Regions from separate parts of the Ovis aries genome. Here region 2 is linked to region 1. A link is a contact called in public Hi-C data. All regions are on one chromosome and are shown on one strand. Each heading gives the region's core, a stretch centred on a gene start, on an enhancer-like site or on the middle of the called end of the contact. The rest is flanking DNA. Distances are from core to core; before and after follow the strand shown.

What was found. A called contact is a pair of places that touch in the nucleus more often than the background predicts.
Region 2: a contact with region 1 is called in a Hi-C map of liver, with 4 times the contacts expected there. The contact joins the promoter of ALDH3A2 here to the enhancer-like site in region 1. A contact is called at or near these places in 4 of 16 Hi-C or Micro-C datasets (hypothalamus, liver, muscle and 1 more).

Annotation. Positions count from the first base shown.
Region 1 is chr11:33,623,675-33,627,557 of ARS-UI_Ramb_v3.0, reverse strand. No RefSeq gene overlaps it. Among named protein-coding and RNA genes, the nearest start is that of ALDH3A1, 9.3 kb to the left of the region's middle. Within about 2 kb of position 2,072, at least 5 of the 54 cell types and tissues checked have an H3K27ac peak or open chromatin away from gene starts, as enhancers often do. A contact at or near this core is called in liver, where this site is marked.
Region 2 is chr11:33,688,600-33,692,482 of ARS-UI_Ramb_v3.0, reverse strand. It overlaps ALDH3A2 (aldehyde dehydrogenase 3 family member A2), which reads left to right and starts at 1,617. Exons shown (of 11, transcript XM_042255716.1): 1 at 1,617-1,668; 2 at 2,464-2,624. The coding sequence starts at 2,472. It overlaps LOC121820590 (a long non-coding RNA gene), which reads right to left and starts at 2,192. Exons shown (of 2, transcript XR_006061177.2): 1 at 1,695-2,192; 2 at 1-1,564.

The sequences.
Region 1 (3,883 bases), core at 823-3,322:
TTAGCAGCAGCATAGATGAGGAAACAGAAGCACCGAGAGGCTAAGTAATTGGCCTAAGGTCACACGGTGCGTGAGTGATGGAGCCAGGGCTCTCCCGGCACTGATTCCTCAGCCTCCTTTGGAGGTTCACACCCTTCGGCATCACCCATTCCCTCAACGTGCTTTCCTCTCCTGACTCTGCCATCATGCCTCCTTTCTGAACCTTAGCCTTGTGTGGCTCTGTGACTCATTCTTCATTCACAAGGAAAGGAAGTCTGGGTGAGCCATGGCTCTTCTGCTCCTCGGTGTTCACAAAGGCTAGGCCCCACTTATCTTCTAAGAGAAGTGTGCAGGTAGGTTGCCGATTCATTTCTGTTCTTCATCAATTCCATCTTCCTACTTTCCTTCTGTGGGCTTCCCAGGCGGCTCAGACAGTAAAGGATTCACCTGCCAGTGCAGCAGACCCAGGTACAATCCCTGGGTCCGGAAAATCCCCTGGAGAAGGGAATGGCAACACACTCCACAGAGGAACCTGGTGGGCTACAGTCCAAGGGGTTGCAAAGAGTCAGACGCAACTAGGCATGCAAGCAGTTTTCTTTTGTACTTAAACTGAAAAAGTAGGTCCTTGGTCTTTTGTTTTTCTATTTTAATACAGATGGCTTTTAAGTCATTTTATTTTCCACTGAATGTGGTTTTGCCATGTCCTGGAGAATGTAACATTCCTATTTTCACTGCTTTCTAATAGTTTTTAATTTCCTCCTTGATGGCCTGTTTTTTAGAAGCGTGTTTCCTATTAATCAGGGACCCACTCCAGCATTCTTGCCTGGAGAATCCCATGCACAGAGGAGCCTGGCGGGCTACAGGTCACAAAGAGTTGGACACGACTGAGCGACTAACACACTTTCCTATTATCAAAGCAGTTAACATTATATTCGTCACATCTTTATTACTGACAACTTTCTCAGATTATGATAAACTTTATCAGATTATGATTAAAAAAAATATGGCCTTCTTCTCTGCTTTCCTGTATTGGTTCAGGCTTTGTTTGTGGTCACATAATCTTTGTAGCCATGCCAGGGACATAAGAATGAGAGGTATGTTTTCTGTTCATAGCTGTAAGAATCTTTACCTATCAAATGTACTGATTATTTCTGGACACTATTCCTTTTTATTTACTTGGTCCAACTCTAGGCAATGTGTATAAAAACCTCCCATGGTTAACTGTATTTTTATCCAACTGTCCTTACAATACTTCTGCTGTGTATATTTAACCACAGTTTGCTTTGCTCATACAACTTTACGACTGGCCCTCCTTATGATTTTTGCCTTTTCTCTTCACGCTTCAGCCATAAATGCCACCTTATCTGATGTGAATACAGCTGTTTCTGCATAATTTTTGCTTGCACCTGTCTGCATACCTCATTACCTCCAGCAATTTATCCTGCAGTTTTATGCATTTCTTGTAAGTGACGGTGGGTAGGTTAGTCTTAGATGCCCGCCTGACAGTCTTCCTGGAACTTTCCATTATATTCTTCCCATTTCCTTAGCGCCCACTCTTCGTGTTGTTCTCTCCTCTCTGATGGTCCCTTTTCCCTACTTTCCCTGTTGATCTGTTAGCGCTTCTCCCCTGCATGGCCTTGATGGTCCCCTTCCTCCCAGCTCTGTACTCAGATGCACACTTTCCTACAAGTGAGGAGAGCAAAATCCCGTTTCTGTCCCTACGCTGGCCTGTGCCTCTGCTGCCCCAGGAGGCCCTCGAGGAATCCCCCTTCTGTCCTGACATTCAGGTGAATCACTTTCCACACTCCCCCAGCATGTGTCCTTTGCTCTTTCCTCACCCCTTGGAGAGTCTTGTGCTTTTAGTTCTACACAAAAATTTGGACCAAGTGAAGTATGAATATGAAATGGCTTTTCAATTTGTTTTCAGTTCAGCTCCAGCTGGGCCTCCTCAGATCTTTATTTTCCACCCCTTCAAACATTCCAAGAGGCTCCCATCACTTTCTGGTCAATTTCCGGTGCCCAAAGCTCCGTCCAGGCTAACTAAGCACTTTGATCTCAGTGCACGGCCTGTGCCAGCTCAGCTCTGGCCCATGTCCCCAGGAAGAGGACAGATCTAGCTCGCTCCCCTCCGACATTCCCTGAGGCTCTGTCCACTGCGGGGGTGGCAGTGAGGCGGACGGAGTTTTGCTGGCAGGAGAGTGAACCAGGGCAGAGTCTTTGCTACTTACCGTTACCTAGTGCTCCTGGCAGCCTCTGTGGGTGTCCAGGGGCCCCACAGCTCCTGCCTCCACCCAGTTACCAGGAAAGGGGTTTCCAGTCCTCTCTGCCCCTGCCCCACCCTCCACAGCATCATCTGTGGGTCCCCTCAGCTGGCTGAGGCTCCCCGGCTATCAGCAAGATGGTCTGAGGCCATGCTTCCTCACAGCGCAGTCAGCTGAAGGAAACTCACATCCTCATGACCTAAACGGGCCCTCTGACTAGCCGTCTCTCCAGTTCCATCAGCTCAGGTGAGGGTAGTTCAACAAGGCCCCTGTGTCAGGAGATGTCCCTTTTGCATGCACCCCCATCTCTCTTGGGGCTCCCCCTCCGTGGGCTTGGAGGGGTGGGGACGCCATCCTTCGGGGATGTTTGGGAGGAGGGAAAGGCCACAGTCCCCTGTTAGGCTCACGACTTCCTCAACTCTTACAGGTGCTATACTTTCTAGTTTTCTGTTTCTATGGCAGTGAGATGCTGGAGAAGACGAGGGAGTCAGTTGTCTCCCTCAACTCTGGGTGAAGTCTCCATGGGTGAAAAGCCAGGATGCACAAAGGAAGAACAGCTGGAGCCCAAGGGGAGGAGGCATTTCAGATTCTGGGACCCCCTGCGGGGGCTGGAGAGTTGGTAATTCCTGGACTGCCACACAAGCAGACTTCCCTGAGTCCATGCTGGGGTTGCTGGGGAGGGGTCGACAGCTGCCCTCGGGACCACAGAGCCGCTACAGAGAGCATGGCCTGGTCAAAAGCACTGCACCACTACTATACTAACTCAGCTTTAAACAGGGAGGCAATCCTGACCCCTGCTCCATTGTGGATGAGCCTGGAAAGCACTGTGCTGAATGACACCGGTCACAGGATGACAGACTACGTGATTCCAGAGACGGAAAGGAGGACAGGGGAGGGGTGTGGAGTCAGGGTGTAATGGGGACAGAGATTCAGTTTGGGAAGAGAAGGTTCTGGAGATGGTGGTGGTGGTGACTGTACAACAGTGTGCACGTGCTTACTGCCTCTGAGCTGTGCACTTGAAAACGGTGAAGATGCTAAACTTCATGTCGTGCAGGTTTTAACACAACAAATTAAAAAAAAAAAAAAAAAAGCCCATCCACATGGACCCAGGAATGCAGCAAACACATGAGCACCATCTACTGATCCCCCTTCCCAGTTGCTGGTGCTGGGGTGGACAAAGGGCAGAGCCAGCCCCCGCCATGCCCGCGGGCAGGGTGGAGGCTCCAGGTGCAGCGGATCAGAGGAAGCAGGTCCAGATGTGAACCAGCTCTGGCTTCAAGTGAGCGAGGCTGGACTTGCTGAGACACGGGTGAATGATGACAAGCCGAATCTGGACAGCAGTGACCTTTGGCGGCACAGAGAGAAATAGACCAGGAGAGGGGTGGTAATGTACCGAGGGCTTTCTGTGTACATAATTTCTAAAGCTGGGTGGAAGGAACAGTGTTAAGTATTTTTATATATTTCTGAATGCCCCAAACACTTCATTGTTTACAATTAAGGCTACTTTTAGAGCAGTTTGGGGCACAGCAAATGTGGGGGGAAGGTAAGGGACTTCCTGTGCATCCCCTGCCCCCACACAGACACCAGCAACATCCCCTTCGGTGGGTATATCTGTCACAATTGATGAAGCTCCGTGGACACGT
Region 2 (3,883 bases), core at 368-2,867, 65 kb before region 1:
CTAAACAGTAAGACTACAGGACAGATGGGAAGCTGCTTAGAATACCCCTGGCTGGAAGGAACCCGGGGGGCTGCACCAGCACCTTGTGCCACCCGGACAGGCTGTCACTGTCACCCTGCGTCTACCAGACATAGCCCCCTTGGCCAAGGGAGGAACCATCCTTGCTCCACTTCCACCTCAGGAATGGCCGGCAACCACCACACTGCAGAACCCAGAAGCAGAAAGTTGCCTTCCTCCTCACCCTGCTCACTCTTGCTCATGCCTCCAGAGGCAGAACCCACTGGAAGCCAGCAGCCGTGAGAACCTGGCAAAGTACAGTTCCGACATGCTGGGAGTCTGTGGGGCAGGTTACATAAGGGCAACTGGAGGACAAAAAATGACAATTTCCCAAAGTCAGCAGCAGAAGCAGGGAACCCAGTGGGAGGTTCCATAAAGTGCAGGTAAGAATTATCATGGCTTAAACTAGGGCAGAAGTGCTCGGATCAACAAGCTAGGCCAAAGAATCAGGATAATCTAAGGAGTTTGGCCTGAATAAAAAGGATAAAGGAAGGATGGTACCCTTTACTGAGACTGGGGACACTGGAGGAGCTCTGCAGTGTATTTGGTAGATTAAAATAAACGAGCAATTCTATCCATGGTCACCTTTAACCTGCCTATTATGAACGCCAGTATGAAAGGGATGCAGTTGAACATGCCTATTGGAGTTCAAAGAAAAGGGTAGGACCAGATGGAATTGAAAACCTCCAGCACTGTCCAGGAGATTAGATGAGGTTGTGACTGAGGAAAGAGGAGAAGCCTGGGGACTGAGTCCTCAGGCACCAGAACTTCAGGAGGCCTGGAAGAAGAGATCCGGCAAAGAAAGACCCAAAGGACTCTGTGAGGGAAAGAAAGGAAAACCAGAAGAACACAAACAAGCAAAGCCAAACACAAGCAGAACACAAACAGGCAAACAAGCGAAGCTGGCCTCCAGGAGATGGCAGTGATCAGCTGCAGCGGAGTGTGGAGGCAAGTGATCAGTAAACAACCTCTCTCACAAGACTGTGTTGTTGTCGCTCAGTTGCTACGTCATGTCTGACTCTTTGCGACCCCATGGACTGCAGCACATCAGGCTTCTCTGTCCTTCACTATCTCCAGGAGTTTGCTCAGACTCATGTCCATTGAGACGGTGATGCCATCCAACCATCTCATTGTCTGTTGTCCCCTTCTCCTCCTGCCCTCAATCTTTCCCAGCATCGAAGTCTTTTCCAAGGAGTTTGCTCATAAAACTAGAAGAGAGTTGTTGTTTTTTTTCCTGGCCAGACCCGAGGGCTGTAGCCCAGGTGGGCAATAACCACATGGAGGAAAGCGCTGTGCAGAAGCTCGGTTTTCCGAACAGTTTTGTATATTGTCAGAAGAGCACACATCAAACAGGAGACGCGACAGGACCCTTGAAGGTTTCACGGGAGACCCCGCGGCCGGGAGGGAAGCGCACCTCTGGGGAAGCATCAGCGAGGCATCCCGGGAAAGGGGCAGACTTCCCCATCCTGAGGCAGAGTCCTTCACCTCCGGATAACAGGTTCTCTCCCTGAGGAGTCAAAGCACAGGGAGATGATAAGCAATCACGTGACAGGCAGATTAAAGTCTCAGTGAAGTCAGGAAGGAGCCAGAAGGTTCCTCCAACCAGCACAGGTGAGGAGAGTGAGGTGAGCACCCACCGGCAGCGGGCTCTGTCACCGTGGGTGCAGGGGGAGCCGGAGCCCGGGCCCTCTAGGGGAAAGGGGTCAGGGGCTTGGGGAGGCGAAGGGGGACAGAGACTCAGGATGGGGGTGGGGGAGGGAGACAGGGACTCGGGGAGGGGAAGGGGGACAGGGACTCGGGGAGGGGGAGGGAAGGGGGACAAGGATTCGGGGTGGAGGAGGGAAAGTGGGACAGGGACCTGGGGTGGGGGAGGGAGGGGACAGCAAACGGACGGTGGAAGCGGAGGAGAGCGGCAGATAAGGGAAGAAGAGATGCCGCAGGGTAATGACATGCGTGACGAGCCCAAGAGACTCGGTGCCCGGAAGAAGCGGTGTGGGCGGCCAAGCGCCGCCTCCCGAGCCGCTTGGCGCGGGGCCAGGTCTGCGAGGTCTGAACCGCGCGCCCCAGGCGCAGGCGCAGCCGAGGTCCCCTCCAGCCCCCACGCGTCGTCCTCCCCGGCTCGCCCGCCGAAGGCTGGGGGCGGGGCCCGCACAGTGTCCGGCCTGCGGGGGTCACGTGGGCCGCGCCGGCCAATCGGCGCGTGATTCGGGGCTGAGCGCTGCTGGCTGGGCGTCGGCCGGGCAGTTGGCGTCGGCTGAGTCGGCGCGTCTGGCGCTGAGGTGCGGCGTGGGCCGTGAGCCGTGGGCCCGGGACCGGGTGGAGGGCGGGGATGGGGCGGCACCGCCCCGCGGCCCCGCGTTCTGCCCGCCCGCCGCCTACGGCGCCGGATTTCCCCTCTCCCTGCAGGACTGGCCATGGAGCGCGAGGTCCAGCGGGTTCGCGCGGCTTTCGGCTCCGGCCGCTCTCGCCCCTTGACGTTCCGGCGGCGGCAGCTCGAGGCCCTGCGCGCGATGGTGCAGGAGCGCGAGAAGGACATCCTGGCGGCCATCGGTGCGGACCTGAGCAAGGTGCGCCCGGACCTGACCCCACCCTTATCCCCTCTCCCGGGATTGGGTCATTTGAGCAATTTGCGGGCCGGATTACTGTCTTTCAACTTTATGGCTGCTGGTTGCGCTCGGATTTTCCACCACGACTTTAGGTTTCAGATCTGTGCACCCGCGAGTTACCCGGGACCTGTTAAAGGCCGAAGATGTTTCCGTGGGTCGGGTGAGGTTTGGGGGCACTCTGAGAGCCCGAGTTTGTAACAAGCTCCCGGATGATACAACGCTGCCTTTTTCTGGAACCCTGCTTTAAATAGCAAGGTTTTGGGCGAGTGTTTAGGGTTTAAATACTGTCCCCTGTGTTCTATAATACTGTTGTTACTATTCTTTTTCCCCCCTTTTTATTCTAGGGGTAGCAAAGCCAGAGCAAGGCCTTGCTCTGGCTTTGCGAGGCTCCATCCCTCACTTCCCCCTAAAGATTATTTTGAGGAGTACAAACATAAGAAGTGTGGGCTTCCCTGGTGGCTCACTGGTATGGAATCCACCTGCAGTGCAGAAGATCAAGATCTGATCCCTGAGTTGGGAAGGTCCCCTGGAGAAGGAAATGGCAACCCACTCCAGGATTCTTACCTGGGAAATCCCATGGACTGTGGGGTCACAAGAGTCAGAAATGACTTAGTGACTGAACACCACCACCACCACCAGTAGTTACAACAGAACTATAACATTTACTTATGGTGGAGAAGCACTGTGTCACAGAAGGTGGATTTAAGTTGTCTGAAGCAAGATGTCTGAATCATTCCCTCTATCAGCATTTCTGAGTGTATATCTTAAGGATTATGAAAGAAGTACAGGGCTTCCTTTGTGGCTCAGCTGGTAAAGAATCCACCTGCAGTGTGGGAGACCTGTGTTGGATTCCTGGGTTGGGAAGATCCCCTGGAGAAGGGAAAGGCTAGCTACTCCAGTATTCTGGCCTAGAGAATTCCATGGACGATACAGTCCATGGGGTCGCAAAGAGTCAGACATGACTTTAAAAAAAAAAAATGAAAGAAGTACAGTAAATTCCTTGCCCTTGAGGGTGTTAAATTTGGTCCAGAAACAAAACATGCCCAAAGTGAAACTACAGTTTTAAGTGAAGTGAAGTGAATTTGCTCAGTCATGTCTGACTCTTTGCGACCCCATGGACTGTAGACTACCAGGCTCCTCCATCCGAGGGATTCTCCAGGCAAGAGTACTGGAGTGGGTTGCCATTTCCTTCTCCAGGAGATCTTCTCAACGCAGGGATC